Regions from separate parts of the Mus musculus genome. Here regions 2, 3 and 4 are each linked to region 1. Evidence: chromatin contacts called from public capture Hi-C and promoter capture Hi-C data. All regions are on one chromosome and are shown on one strand. The core of a region is the stretch at or near the end of the contact, and the rest is flanking DNA. Distances in the headings are between cores, read along the strand shown. Region 1 holds the start of Akr1c12 (aldo-keto reductase family 1, member C12). Region 2 has its middle 24 kb from the start of Akr1c14. Region 3 holds the start of Akr1c14 (aldo-keto reductase family 1, member C14). Region 4 holds the start of Akr1c18 (aldo-keto reductase family 1, member C18).

What was found. Promoter capture Hi-C pulls out the DNA fragments that hold promoters and counts their contacts. Capture Hi-C pulls out chosen DNA fragments and counts their contacts.
Region 2: a promoter capture Hi-C map of liver shows a contact between it and region 1, with 6 times the contacts expected there. The contact joins the enhancer-like site here to the promoter of Akr1c12 in region 1. A contact is called at or near these places in 12 of 39 promoter capture datasets (the 3T3-L1 cell line, cranial neural crest, embryonic stem cells and 6 more), 2 of 484 Hi-C or Micro-C datasets (cranial neural crest and liver) and 1 of 9 other capture datasets (liver).
Region 3: a promoter capture Hi-C map of liver shows a contact between it and region 1, with 4 times the contacts expected there. The contact joins the promoter of Akr1c14 here to the promoter of Akr1c12 in region 1. A contact is called at or near these places in 11 of 39 promoter capture datasets (the 3T3-L1 cell line, 3T3-L1-derived adipocytes, the HPC-7 cell line and 6 more), 1 of 484 Hi-C or Micro-C datasets (liver) and 3 of 9 other capture datasets (adipose tissue, liver and pancreatic islet).
Region 4: a contact with region 1 is called in a capture Hi-C map of macrophages, with 5 times the contacts expected there. The contact joins the promoter of Akr1c18 here to the promoter of Akr1c12 in region 1. A contact is called at or near these places in 23 of 39 promoter capture datasets (the 3T3-L1 cell line, the C10 cell line, the HPC-7 cell line and 13 more), 6 of 15 datasets of contacts at CTCF or cohesin (the G1E-ER4 cell line, embryonic stem cells, pro-B cells and 1 more), 141 of 484 Hi-C or Micro-C datasets (the 3T3-L1 cell line, 3T3-L1-derived adipocytes, 8-cell embryo and 66 more), 14 of 115 datasets of contacts at active chromatin or transcription factors (DN3 thymocytes, the NIH/3T3 cell line, acute myeloid leukemia and 8 more) and 4 of 9 other capture datasets (adipose tissue, embryonic stem cells, liver and 1 more).

The regions. Positions count from the first base shown.
Region 1 is chr13:4,277,998-4,281,028 of GRCm38.p6, reverse strand. It overlaps Akr1c12 (aldo-keto reductase family 1, member C12), which reads left to right and starts at 1,630. Exons shown (of 9, transcript NM_013777.2): 1 at 1,630-1,756. The coding sequence starts at 1,673.
Region 2 is chr13:4,033,626-4,036,656 of GRCm38.p6, reverse strand. No RefSeq gene overlaps it. Among named protein-coding and RNA genes, the nearest start is that of Akr1c14, 24 kb to the left of the region's middle. Within about 2 kb of position 1,421, at least 4 of the 459 cell types and tissues checked have an H3K27ac peak or open chromatin away from gene starts, as enhancers often do. A contact at or near this core is called in liver, where this site is marked.
Region 3 is chr13:4,057,984-4,061,014 of GRCm38.p6, reverse strand. Akr1c14 (aldo-keto reductase family 1, member C14) reads right to left here and starts at 1,424. Exons shown (of 9, transcript NM_134072.2): 1 at 1,300-1,424. The coding sequence starts at 1,383.
Region 4 is chr13:4,149,113-4,152,143 of GRCm38.p6, reverse strand. Akr1c18 (aldo-keto reductase family 1, member C18) reads left to right here and starts at 1,498. Exons shown (of 9, transcript NM_134066.3): 1 at 1,498-1,629. The coding sequence starts at 1,546.

The DNA.
Region 1 (3,031 bases), core at 381-2,880:
TTTCTGATACACTCAGCATACATACAGAAATATGTAACATTTGAAGCAAATATATTAAACTTGTCTATGAAATGAATGTGTCAGAAATGTTTAAGTCATGGTGCAGGAAAAAAAATCCAGTAACTGCCATTTGTTTTTCAACCACTAAGCACTATTCTGTGCTGTCCCCTTTACTGTGTATTTCAGGGTCACAATTCTATCAGTGACAATAAAAAAATTCAGGAAAAAATTGCAGGGAGAAATTTCAAAACGTTTAAACTTTTCAACTTTAATTGTTGATTACTTTTTAAATAAAATTCTGAGAAGACTAAATTCAGTTCATGAGGTTTTTCTTTTTCAGTAAATAATTTACATATTCACTTTACATCTTGACTGCTGACTCTGCCCCTGGACCACACTACAGTACCCTCAGTCCTTTGCAAAGTCCCTTTCCCCTCCCTTTCGCTTCTGAGAGGGTGGATGTATCCTGGATATCCCCCGACCCAGGCACATCAAGTTTTTGCAAGGCTAGGTGCATCCTTTCCTACTGAAGTGAGAGAAGGTAACCCAGTTGGGGGGACAGATTCCACAAAAAACCTTTAGGGATAGATTTGCTCTAGTTATTGGGGGGACCCACATGAAGATGGAGCTGAACAACTACTACATATGTGGGGGGAGGGGGATAGGTCTAGCCAGACTCTTTGGTTGGTAGTTCAATCTCTGAGAGCCCCCCAAGGGTCCAGATTAGTTGGCCTTGTTGATCTTAATATAGGATTTCTACCCCCTTCAGGATGCTCAATTCTCCCCCACACAAATAATCACAAGAGTGCCTGAGCTCCATCCAATGTTTGTCTGTGGGCCTCTGCATCTGTCTCACTCAGATGCTAGATTAAGCCTCTCAGAGGTCAATTATGCTAGCTTCCTATCTGCAAGCATAACAGAGTATCGTTAATAGTGTCAGGGATTGGTGCTTGCCCATGTGATAGGTCTCAAGTTGCACCGGGTATTCCTTGGCCATTCCCTTAGTCCCTCTTTCATCTTTGTCCTGATATTTCTTGTAGATAGGGCAATTTTTGGGTTGAAATATTGTGAGGGGAGTGTGTCCCTATCATTTTAAGAACTCAATTGTGGCTTCTTTGCTAATTATGTTGTATGGTATGCAGTAGATCATTATTTTCAGTGATGCATGATCAAGTAGAGGCTTCATACTGGCCAAATGAAAATAAATGTCTTCAGTATCAAAATTATCCAATTAATCTCTTCTCTAATAATATATAATATATGAGATAAACAAGAGAAAAAACACAGAAAACAAATGCTTTATCATTATATAGTACTTTATTTGAAATTCATCCATCATATGAAAATGAGTGGCTTGCGTTCTTATTTGTGGAATACTGCTTTAAATTTCTGACTCCTCCCTTGAGTTGGTGTCCATTAGAGAGACGATAGTAGTATTTAAACAGTAGGCACACAACAGTACTGTTAACCATTAGCTAGACAGTAGCACTGATTAATCATTAGCTGGATAGCAGATAGTTAAACATTAGCCAGTGAGTAGGCATGGCTAACTTTCAGAAAGGGAATGTCCCTTGCTAACCATTTGACAGGAAGTTGATATACAATGTTTACCCACTTCCGCTTCAGGGCAACAGAAGACTCAGGAAGTGCTTAGCCAGGGGAGTGAGAGACAATGAGCTCCAAACAGCACTATGTCAAACTAAACGATGGCCACTTAATTCCTGCCCTGGGCTTTGGCACCTATAAACCCAAGGAGGTAAGAATACAGAATTCTCAGTATCTCCAGGCTAGAGCTAATCTATGTACAAGAGAGCAGATAGTTAGATTTGCCCTGCATCGGTGTCTGATTGTGTCCCCACTTGTTGACTTTTCTTATTAAATAGAGGTTACAGTAACAGCTGTAATTGGTGGCTATGGGTAAGAGACTGAGCTGGTTCCATGGGAGGGTGCATGAGGATTCAGGCAAAAGAACGGGGTCTATAAACATGCTTGCTTTTTTTCTGGGAAAAAGATCCGTGTTCCTGGTCAGTCCATAGGGAGGCATGCTTATAGGGAACATAGGAAAGGCTAAACTCTAAAGACATTTTTCCCTGGTGGCAGTTGATAGTGTAGCATATATTGAAGCTCTTGGGTACATGCCTCAGTGGCACTGGGATACTTGCTATTACTCAGTCAGTGACTACAGAGACAGGGAAAATGTTTGCTTATCTTCCCTGTTATTCTTGCTGTCAGCTAGGGAATCTGGGCTTGGCAGGATGTGGCTGTGTCCTTTTTGTTGTTTTTTTGGTTTTGGTTTTGTTTTTTTTTCTTGGATTTACTTTTCTGGCCTAGGCCTGCTTGTGAGTTTACTGTTCCCATCCAAAGCCCATCAGCTCTAAGAGAGAACTTGGCTGTGAGCTCCAGGCTTAAAGTGACAGACCCATCACCTAACAATTCTGGGCACTATGCTTTTCCTGTATCCATGCTTCACAGATTGATACAGGAGAATAAAGTCACCAGATTGCCCAACAGCTGTCTTGGTTGCAGTGTGGGAGGGGACTTATGTTTATGTCCACAATCTACAGCACCAATTTTCATTCCAAAAAGGAAAGGTGCCAGAAATGAACATGGTAACTCAGGGTGGCTTCCTGTAGATCAGTGGTTCTCAATCTGTGAGTTGGAACTCTTTTGGATTTCCAAAAGTTTGCATATAAGATATCCTGGCCATCAGATATTTACATTATGATGCATAACAGTAGCACAATTACAGTATGAAGTAGCAACAAAATCATTTTATGGGTCCCCACAACATGAGGCAATGAATTAAAGAGTTGCAGCATTAGGAAGGTTGGGAACCAATGTAGGAGACTAAGGCCTGAAACAAATATTTGCAAATACTTTGGTTTTGTTTCAGGGTAGCTATCAGCATCTCACAGTGGATGTTTACAAGAACTAAGTAAGATCTCCCATGTATAACTCTCAACTGTAGAAAACTTTCTGGAATTTCATAGTGCATCATTATGATGGGGAGAAGGAGGACCTAGTAAAGATA
Region 2 (3,031 bases), core at 172-2,671, 240 kb after region 1:
TGAATAGGAAAAAACTCAAGCAGCTAACGGTATTGAAAACACGTGTCTTAAAAACAGCTAGCACATAAAACATTTCAGTCAGAAGTGGCTGTTGTTTATCCCATGATATGAAAATCACTACTGTGAGGAGACAAGGAAGTGGAAGAGGAAGAAGAAAAAGGAGGAGAAGAGGGGTAGGAGGAGGGGAAGGAGAAGGAAAAGAAAGAGAAGGAGGAGAAAAAGTAGAAAGAGAAGGAGAAGGAGGAGGAGAGAAGGAGGAGGAGGAGAAGAAGAGGAAGAGGAAGAAGAAGAAGAAGAAGAAGAAGAAGAAGAAGAAGAAGAAGAAGAAGAAGAAGAAGAAGAAGAAGAAGAAGAAGAAGAAGAAGAAGAAGAAGAAGAAGAAGAAAAGTGATATGAAGGGGAAGTTCATCCATGAGGAGAGAAAGCTAAATCAAGAACTCCAACTTACTACCCCAACTGTTCCAGTGGTTTGTGGGTTCCTGCATACAATTTGATTATGTCATCTCCATCTGCTGCTATTGGTTCAGTTACTTGGAAGCCTCACCCAAGGGGGTACTTCATTCTGCCAATGGTGGACTTGCAACAGGAAAATTCCAGCTGGCTACCTCCATAGGACTCTCATAATTCATTCCTACTAGATGTTTGGTAGTCCCCTGATTTAATGATATTTTGCTATATATCTGTTTCTATTTCCCTTCCATAATTCATTCCTTTACTTTTGCCTGTAAATACTTAGTAAACGCTCCTTCAAAAACAAAAGTATGGCCATCATAGATGATACTCCTGACTAGTAATATGGGTATTTATTCCTTCCTATTCACCATCCTATACACTAGTTTATTTATTCTACTATTTGTCCTTACTGGCAAAACCGTATCCACTAATTTTGCATGTAGGAAAAGTTATATGAATCTGTCCCTTTGTCTGCATCCAAACTGGAAGGATTGAAGAGCGGGATGCTAGGTCCATATCCAGAAAAACCACAGTGAGAGAGTAGCAGATGCCCAGAGAGCTGGCAATACCCATCTGACCAGCTACTGTTTCCAGGACAAGGACCATACCTCACAAGGCTGCTGTTGAGAGGCAAAGTCAGGATAATAGTATTTACAAATTTTCCTCAAATTTCAATCAGTGTATATTTTAATGATTTAATCTGATATCCTGTGTTTGTGTTCCTCCAAGGAAACAAACTTAGCTGGACAAATAAAGTCTTACAAGACACACAATTGAGCAGGCCACATGCAGAAAAATCATCCACCAGATACAGCTCTCCTGCTTTCTGGAATTACTTCCAGGGTAGGTAATATCCAACCCTTTAGTTCCAAAAGATCCGAAGCAAACGTTCCAAGTCCAAGCATTGGCATCACGTGTCCATCATTCAGCTTCACTGAACAACTGTGTTTGAGATCCATGGTACCCACAGCCCAGCCAATTGGACTCTGTCCTTTCTTCCCTTGACTCACCTGAGCTGAATAGAAGGCAAGGCTCCAGCACTCTTTCTTTCTGTCAAGAAAGGCAGGGACAAGATTACAAAGGCTCTAAAATAAAGTTGGAGTGAGTCCATTGACTTTCTTGTAATCCCTTTGTGACTCTATAGAAATATCTTACAGGAAACACACACAGAAAGTTTACATATTAGAAGACATTGGATTTTTCAGCTCCTAAACTGAAAAGCTAACTGTGACAGTCTACCCCAATAATTAATTTATACCAGACTTTATTATAAGATGCAAAATTATCACCATGGTGTTTGTCTTTAAACATGAAATTCTGCTACAGAACCTGTTCCCTTCCTCACCTTCTATTTGTTTTAAAGAACCATACCAAAAAAAAAAAAATACAATATAGAATTTCTCAAAGTTTGATGTCTGGGCCTGAGCTCACAAAACATCAAAATTCCTTTAATTATCTTCTTCTCTGTGGTATATCTTTATTTAAAATTCAGACTCTCTTATTTTGCTTCTTTAATAGATAAAGTTCTGATTGTTGCCTTTGTTGAAATAGTTGCCTCTTTCCAGAAGAGCCCTCTCTCCTCTATCACAGTCACTACTAACCTAGTATGTACCTTTGCTTGTTGTGCTCAACATATGTTCATGAGCCTCAGGTTCTTCATGACTCCCACAGCCTCATTAGATACAATTCATTATGCCCTCCTGCATTGCCTCACATTGTACTATCATAAACTAATGTAGCTCAAAAACACATGCTGATGAATTATACTCCAAATTGATTCAAAAACTCAGCTCGGATCAGAAAACTCGAAGCAGCACTTTCTTCAGGGTTACAGTTATGTTGCACTTCCTCACCTTAAAATTCTGCAAGTGCTTTTCCAATAGCACTATAATTTATCTTGTTATTACAGTCCATTCCCATCTCTTGGCAGAGTCAGATTTTTGCCTTTTATTGTGTATTTTATGCCAGAATTGTATCAGATATAAATTTAATGAGTATACCCTTTGACTTTTCTTTGGTTCAGCTGTGAAACTAAACAGAAACGAGGCTCCACTGCATGAGATGTTAGGCACTAGTATGGCCCTGACCACAGAGTAGTAGTGGCCAAGGAAGAAAAGACTCATTCTAGACACAAGAAAAACCCAATAGTCAACACAGGCCTATTGTAAAAATCGGCAGAATGAGAATTTGCTTCCTTCTTCACAGTGAATTATAACATTTTTTTCTAAGTGAGCAAGAAGCATCACCTAAGGTGATGCCTACATAGTTTATACTTTGCTCTTTCAACTTGGAGTTTAGAAGAAAAAACTGACCAGAAAGAGCAAGAAACCAAAAGCACTCTGTGTTTTCCCGTGACAAATTCCTGATTAATGGCTAAAGGGTAGAAAGTAGTGAGTCCCAGCGAAATCAGAGCCAAGAGCCAGGAAAGACCTTCCATGCGGAAATGTCACACTGTTTCAAAGCCTCAGAGGAAAGGATGAGGAGAAGAGAGGCTTCTGCCTGTCTCAGTGCTACAAGATGCTGAGTGAGAGTGAGTTAGGAGTATTCAGAATTGTACTTAGTCATCAATCTCTATAGG
Region 3 (3,031 bases), core at 175-2,674, 220 kb after region 1:
ATTTGTGCACATGCACATGAGAGAGAGAGAGAGAGAGAGAGAGAGAGCATGTTTTTGTGTGTGATCTGAATATCTAAGGAAGTCCTGTGTGTACCTTTTCTCTTCTGCCCTGTGAGCCCAGGGACCAATCAGACTCAATTCATCAAAGGCCCGACAAAATGTTTCAGGAATTGTTTTCTCTAATGTATTCAATCTACGTAAAATAGTATAATTTAGTTTTCCATTTAAAAACACTATTTTATCTTAAGTGTTTTGCCAGCCTGCATGTCTATGTTGCCTGGTGTCAGCAGAGACAAGAAGAGGATTTTGAATCTCCTGGACCTGGAATTACAGACAGTTGTAAGCCACCATGAGGGTGCCAGGACTTGAACCTAGTTCCTCTGCCACAGGAGCCAGTGCTCTTAACCACTGAGCTCAAACACTGAGTTCCAGTTTACACAACGCAGCCCTGCCCTTCTCTAAACTGTACTGACTCCTACAGATTTACTGAAACTAGAGCTGCTGTGATATCTTTGCTCCTTACCTCTCTTTCAAGCATGCATGCTAAGTAAAAATTCTTATCAGAAGAGGTCAAAGTATCTCTATGATCATGTCTTCTGCATGAGAAAATTGCGACTTAAGCTTGCAGTGCCAGTCTTTGCCACGCACTGAGTAAGTAACCAGAGGATGAGATCAGAATGAAAACATTTCCCCAGGAAAACCTCCTGTTGTATTTTGATTCAAATGTCATGAATGGGATCATGGAGCAAGGATTTAGAGTTGCTTTGTTAAATTATAATTAACCCCAAAAATAGTGTTCTATTTTCTTTTTAGGTAAATGCTTCTAAAGTGAAAGTAGGAAAGAAATTCTACTTCAGTGCAGGTCTGAAGTTTGTGCTGTGGACTCAGACTCTGCTCTTTGTCTGATCATTTGTCATAAACTCCAATAAGTTCTACTACAAATTTGTTTTCTGGCTTCTGAGAGGAATAGTTATTTGAAGCACAGAAAGAAAAAAAAATCCATGTCACTAATCCTTTTGTAATCAATTCAAAGCACAGCAGTAGTACTGATTGGTTTTCATTTACTGTAAAATAGACTGAAACTAAAGGAGAAACAGAGCAGAGCCCAGAATAAACAATATTGTCCACATGATAAGTCTCCAAGGAACAGTAACAAGTCTGACTCCTCTATTACACATGAATAGCTGTAATCTGCAGACCTGATGTCTAATGTGAGCCTGAAGCAAACAGGAGCAAATCTAAAAGCACATCCTTGATCTCTTCTCCTATAAACTCTTAAGCCCAAGACACAACTCTTACCTTATCGGGCACAGTGGTTCCAAACCCCAGTGCAGGGATGAAGTGACCATCGTTTAGTACCACACGTGGGGATACAGAATTCATAGCTTGTTACTCATGCAACCACGCAGGTCTTGAGACTTCTGTTTTCACAGGATAAACGCCAGGAAAATTGCTACAGCTCCTTAAATATCTCCTGGAAAGTTAAACAATGGCATGTGGGAGGAGCCAGCTTAAAGCAATAGTCCAGAGACAAAAACTGGAGGCTGTCTGCATGTGTATGAGAGTGAACTCCAATAAATCAAGAAAGCATGAAAATGAAACCATGAATTTCTTGTAGAAGAAAAGGTTCTGTTCACAGTCCATGCTTAATTGTGTAAATTGTTAAGGGGAAACTGATGGACAGCAATCAATCACAGGTTACCTAGAAAGTAACTTCAGCTACTGGGCTCTGGTTTTCATTTGAAAAGAGTATCTCTTCTTTACTTTCTAAACAGTAAAAGTCTCATTGTGACATTTCCACCCAGACACAATGTTTCTTGATCAAGCTTACCCACTGCCCCTCCTGTTCCCTCTCTGGCCCCCTAAATAGTCTCTTCTCCTTTTATGTCTTTTTTCAAAAACCAAACACCATCTGTGGGGAACACACAAGCTATTTGCCTTTCTGAGTTGGGGATTTTATGTTTAACAAGATGATTTTCACCTAGTCCATTCGTTTTGGTGCAAATGATATGATTTTGTCTGTCCTAAATAAAGCTCTGTTGCAGGAAATATTTAAAAAATGAACTGGCACGTTCCTACTCTTGTGCCTCTGCCCCAGCGGCCTGGCTGACCATGCACTGGTGGGCAACAGCCAGCCTGTTTCTATCTTGTGGAGACTGACTCAAAACTCCACAATCTCTCCACCCAGCTCTCGGGTTCCCACTGGCAGTTGCTACCACGCCAACCCCGTGCTTCAAATCCCCCATGCCTTTGTGGTGCACATCTGGCAATCCCATGCTTTGCCACCATACCTTTCTTGAACCCATATGAGCCACCGAGTGAAGGAAAACGCAACACAAACTCAGTTCAGAAACAATGGTAACTCAATCTCTGGGTGCAACAACTAAAACCTAATCTTGTAAACTAGCCAGCCTGGTTTACAGAGTGAGTTCCAGGACAGCCAAGGCTACACAGAGAAACCCTGTCTCGAAAAACTAAAAAAAAAAAAAAAAAAAAAAAAAAAAGTAAAATCCAATTACTGGCTGAGATAAGAGCACTGACTGTTCTTCAGAAGGCTCAGTGTTAAAATCACAGCAACCACATGGTGGCTCACAACCACCTGTAACGAGATCTGATGCCCTCTTCTGGTGCACCTGAAGACAGCTACACTGTACTTATTTATAATAATAAATACATTTTTTTTTTAAAAAATCCAATTCCTTGCAAATTTGCCATGATACCAGAAACTCTAGCAACTACATCTTACCTGTCTGCTGTCCCATTCCAAAGAGGGTCTAACTCTCTCCTGCCACCTATTTTTGTCCATCCAACCCAGAAGTCCCTCCTACTTGCCCAGTGATTGGCTCCTTTATTCATTAGGAGACTGGTTCACAAGAAGCCACCTGAGCTTGAGACTCATTCCTCATTCCAGGCAGCCTCTCCCAGGAGAGCAGAATTAACATAAAATACAAGCAGCACAGAGCCATCCACAGCAAAACACTATCTTAAATAGATACCACACATGGCTTTACCCATTTCTCCATTGATTGGC
Region 4 (3,031 bases), core at 249-2,748, 130 kb after region 1:
TCACAATAAAATCCCTCTGATCTAGACATTTTCTTATTTGGGAAAATTTCCAGTGTGGACTTTATCACTTTTGTTGCTATATTTCTGTTCACAGGTTTTGATGCCTCAGGTGTGTGATCAAACAGAAGGGATGACACTCAGAAGTCAGCACACTAGACAAACTGCCCTATAGCACTTTGGAGTATAGATGGCATTATGTTTGTGATTATGTTATCTCTTTAGTACAGTGTCTCAGGGGAAGAAATGTCTGTGATTTGAAGATGAATGGAAAGCTTGTTTGAAGATAAGGAATTTTCTCTACAAATCCGAGTTAATGCGTCTAGGACAGGTTGCTCTAAAGTGACCAAACCAGTTAGGACAGCGCAGTGTCTCCTCAGAAATTGCAACAGAGTATGATTCAAAGCTTTATTCCTAAACTGCTAAATGGCAGAATCCTCTCCTAAATATTTGTGAACAGTGAAGATATTTTCCATAGTGTTGAATGCAAGAAACTAAAAGATCTATCTTTATATTTCCCTAACATGATTTTGTGGGTGGAATTTTTTAACACAATATAGTGATGACACATTTGTCTCTTAAACATTAACCTAGCTATTTGTTCATGGATATGACAAACTGCTCTCAGTGAATGTATATACCACCTCAACACCAGTATTTTAGATACATAAAACCTCTTCTGAATGTAGCTTTTGGCAATGTTATAGTTTTCCGTGTGGATTAACAAATGTGTTTGTTTAATTCTACAGCATTTAATCACTGGTATAACCTGTTTTATGTCACCTTTTGTTAAATCCACCAACCTCAAATTTCACTTCACTCTCCCATATGTTCTACATGAGAAGGTGTAATGATATGTCTCCAACTCTTCATTTCTCTCAGAAGCATAAACCGCAGAAAAGGAAAACTGCATTAAAACTGCAAAATACGGAAAGGGGATAACAGAAGAGAAAAGTAAACAAGGGAGCAAGGCACCCCAATTACCTTCACACAGAACTGGGGATCATTCTGGCTAGAAAAATGGTAGTAGAAAGTTATAGAAAAGTAGTAGGAAGGGTTTCATAGACAGTATCTCTAGAAAAAAAAATGAGGCAAATTAAAATGGAAAAGAAACAGCGATCGCCAATTTGGGTTTCTGAGCTACTTTGCTATGCCACATAGTGTATGTACATAGTGTATGTCTTCATAGCAATGGAGAACAGAACAATAGGCACCTCAAACTTTCCACTCTAGACATTGTCAGCAATCCCTCGGTCTCTCATAAAGCAACTTAAAATACTGTGTGGAGTATTCTAGTAACAACATTCATTACATAAAGTCATGTATGTGTCACTATGTAGGATGTTGTAGCAAATTCTCTTCTGTATGAGAATAAACGGTCTGGTGCCAACTCTTTCCTCACAAGTAGAATGCTGTAAGAGCTCACTCCGCCCCCGTGCCATTGACTGCTGATTACTCATTCACTTGGGGCTATAATTTGCACTTGTTCGCTGGCTTGTGAAAGCAGAGGAAGAGAGAGAATCTTCTAGGTCAGAGCAGTGGCTGAGAATGAATTCCAAAATTCAGAAGATAGAATTAAATGATGGTCACTCCATTCCTGTCCTGGGCTTTGGCACCTATGCAACTGAAGAGGTAATAAAAAAGGTTTGGGGATTAAGGGCCTAAAAGAATGAAATTTATCAATTCCTGTGGAATTTTGGTGGACTCCTGCTGCTCTGCTCCACCAGATTAGAGCTGTGCTATGTAGAAGAGAGGCAGACTGGGTGGGTTCTACTAAGGTTTGATCATGTAATCACTAACTATTCTGGTTTTGGGGTCTTCCTTCAGTGTCGATCTGCTTCTGAGAAAAGGAGAAAATTTGAAACTTAGTTAACATCATTATCTGATGATATATATTACACAAACATTTTATTTGTTAACCATTGAAATATGTTTATTCAACCAACTCATGCATTTTTGTTTACTTTTTTTGTTATTCTGAGTTTGATATAAGCTATGTGTATTAGTCTTTATGAAATAATTGGATGACAGGTTTTTTCCTGTTCTGTAGTTGGTTTCATTACTCTATTGACTGTTTCTACCATGAATTGAAAGATTCTTAACTTGATATACTATCATTTGTCTGCTTTTGCTGTTGTGTCTTGTGCTTTGAAGGACATATCCAAAAATTGCCTATGCAATGTTTTAAAGAGATTCCTTCATGTTCTTTCTGGTGGTTTTACCATCTCAGGTCTCATACAAACGTCTTTTGTTCGTTTTGATTGATATGTATACCAGGTAAGGAACTATAGCCACATTTCTGCCCTCTGTGTGAGGACACACAGAGGTCATAGTGTCACTGGTTGAAAAGCCTGTGCTGTTTCTTATCCTTGCCTCCATGCCTTTGTTGAGAATCACTCTGGACCATGGACTCATGTAGATGAAATCGATTCCATTCCATTCTCCTGTGTGTCCATTTGTATGCCAATGCCACAACTTGTTTTAGTTTCCTACAGAACTACTAAAAGTAGATATCACTTGGACATCCCATTTTTGCATATATGTAAATAATAAGTATACTGAGTAGAGCAAATAGATATTAACATTCATTATGGCATTATTTACAATAATTGATACATGGATCAATTCAGTGTGCAGCATCTAATGAAATATAAAAGAAAACATGAGACAGACAGATAGACGGATAAGCCGACAAATAGACACACACACACACACACACACACACACACGCCTATACACATATACAGATATTAGGCCACTATGCATACAGAAAAGTAACTATCTGTTATCTGCAGCTGAATAGATGGAACTCTGGGATATTGTGCTACATGAACTGTCCAGACACAGAAAAACAATTGTCACATGTCCTTTTTTATAAGTAGAAACTGAAAAAGTCTACTGAAATATATAGTATTATTGACTAGAGGTTACACAGGATAGAGGCTAGGAGATAAGGTTGGATAAAGGTTGCATAACTAATACACACAATTAAATCAAGGGAATAAATTGTGTTTTTCCAAACACTGTAGGATGA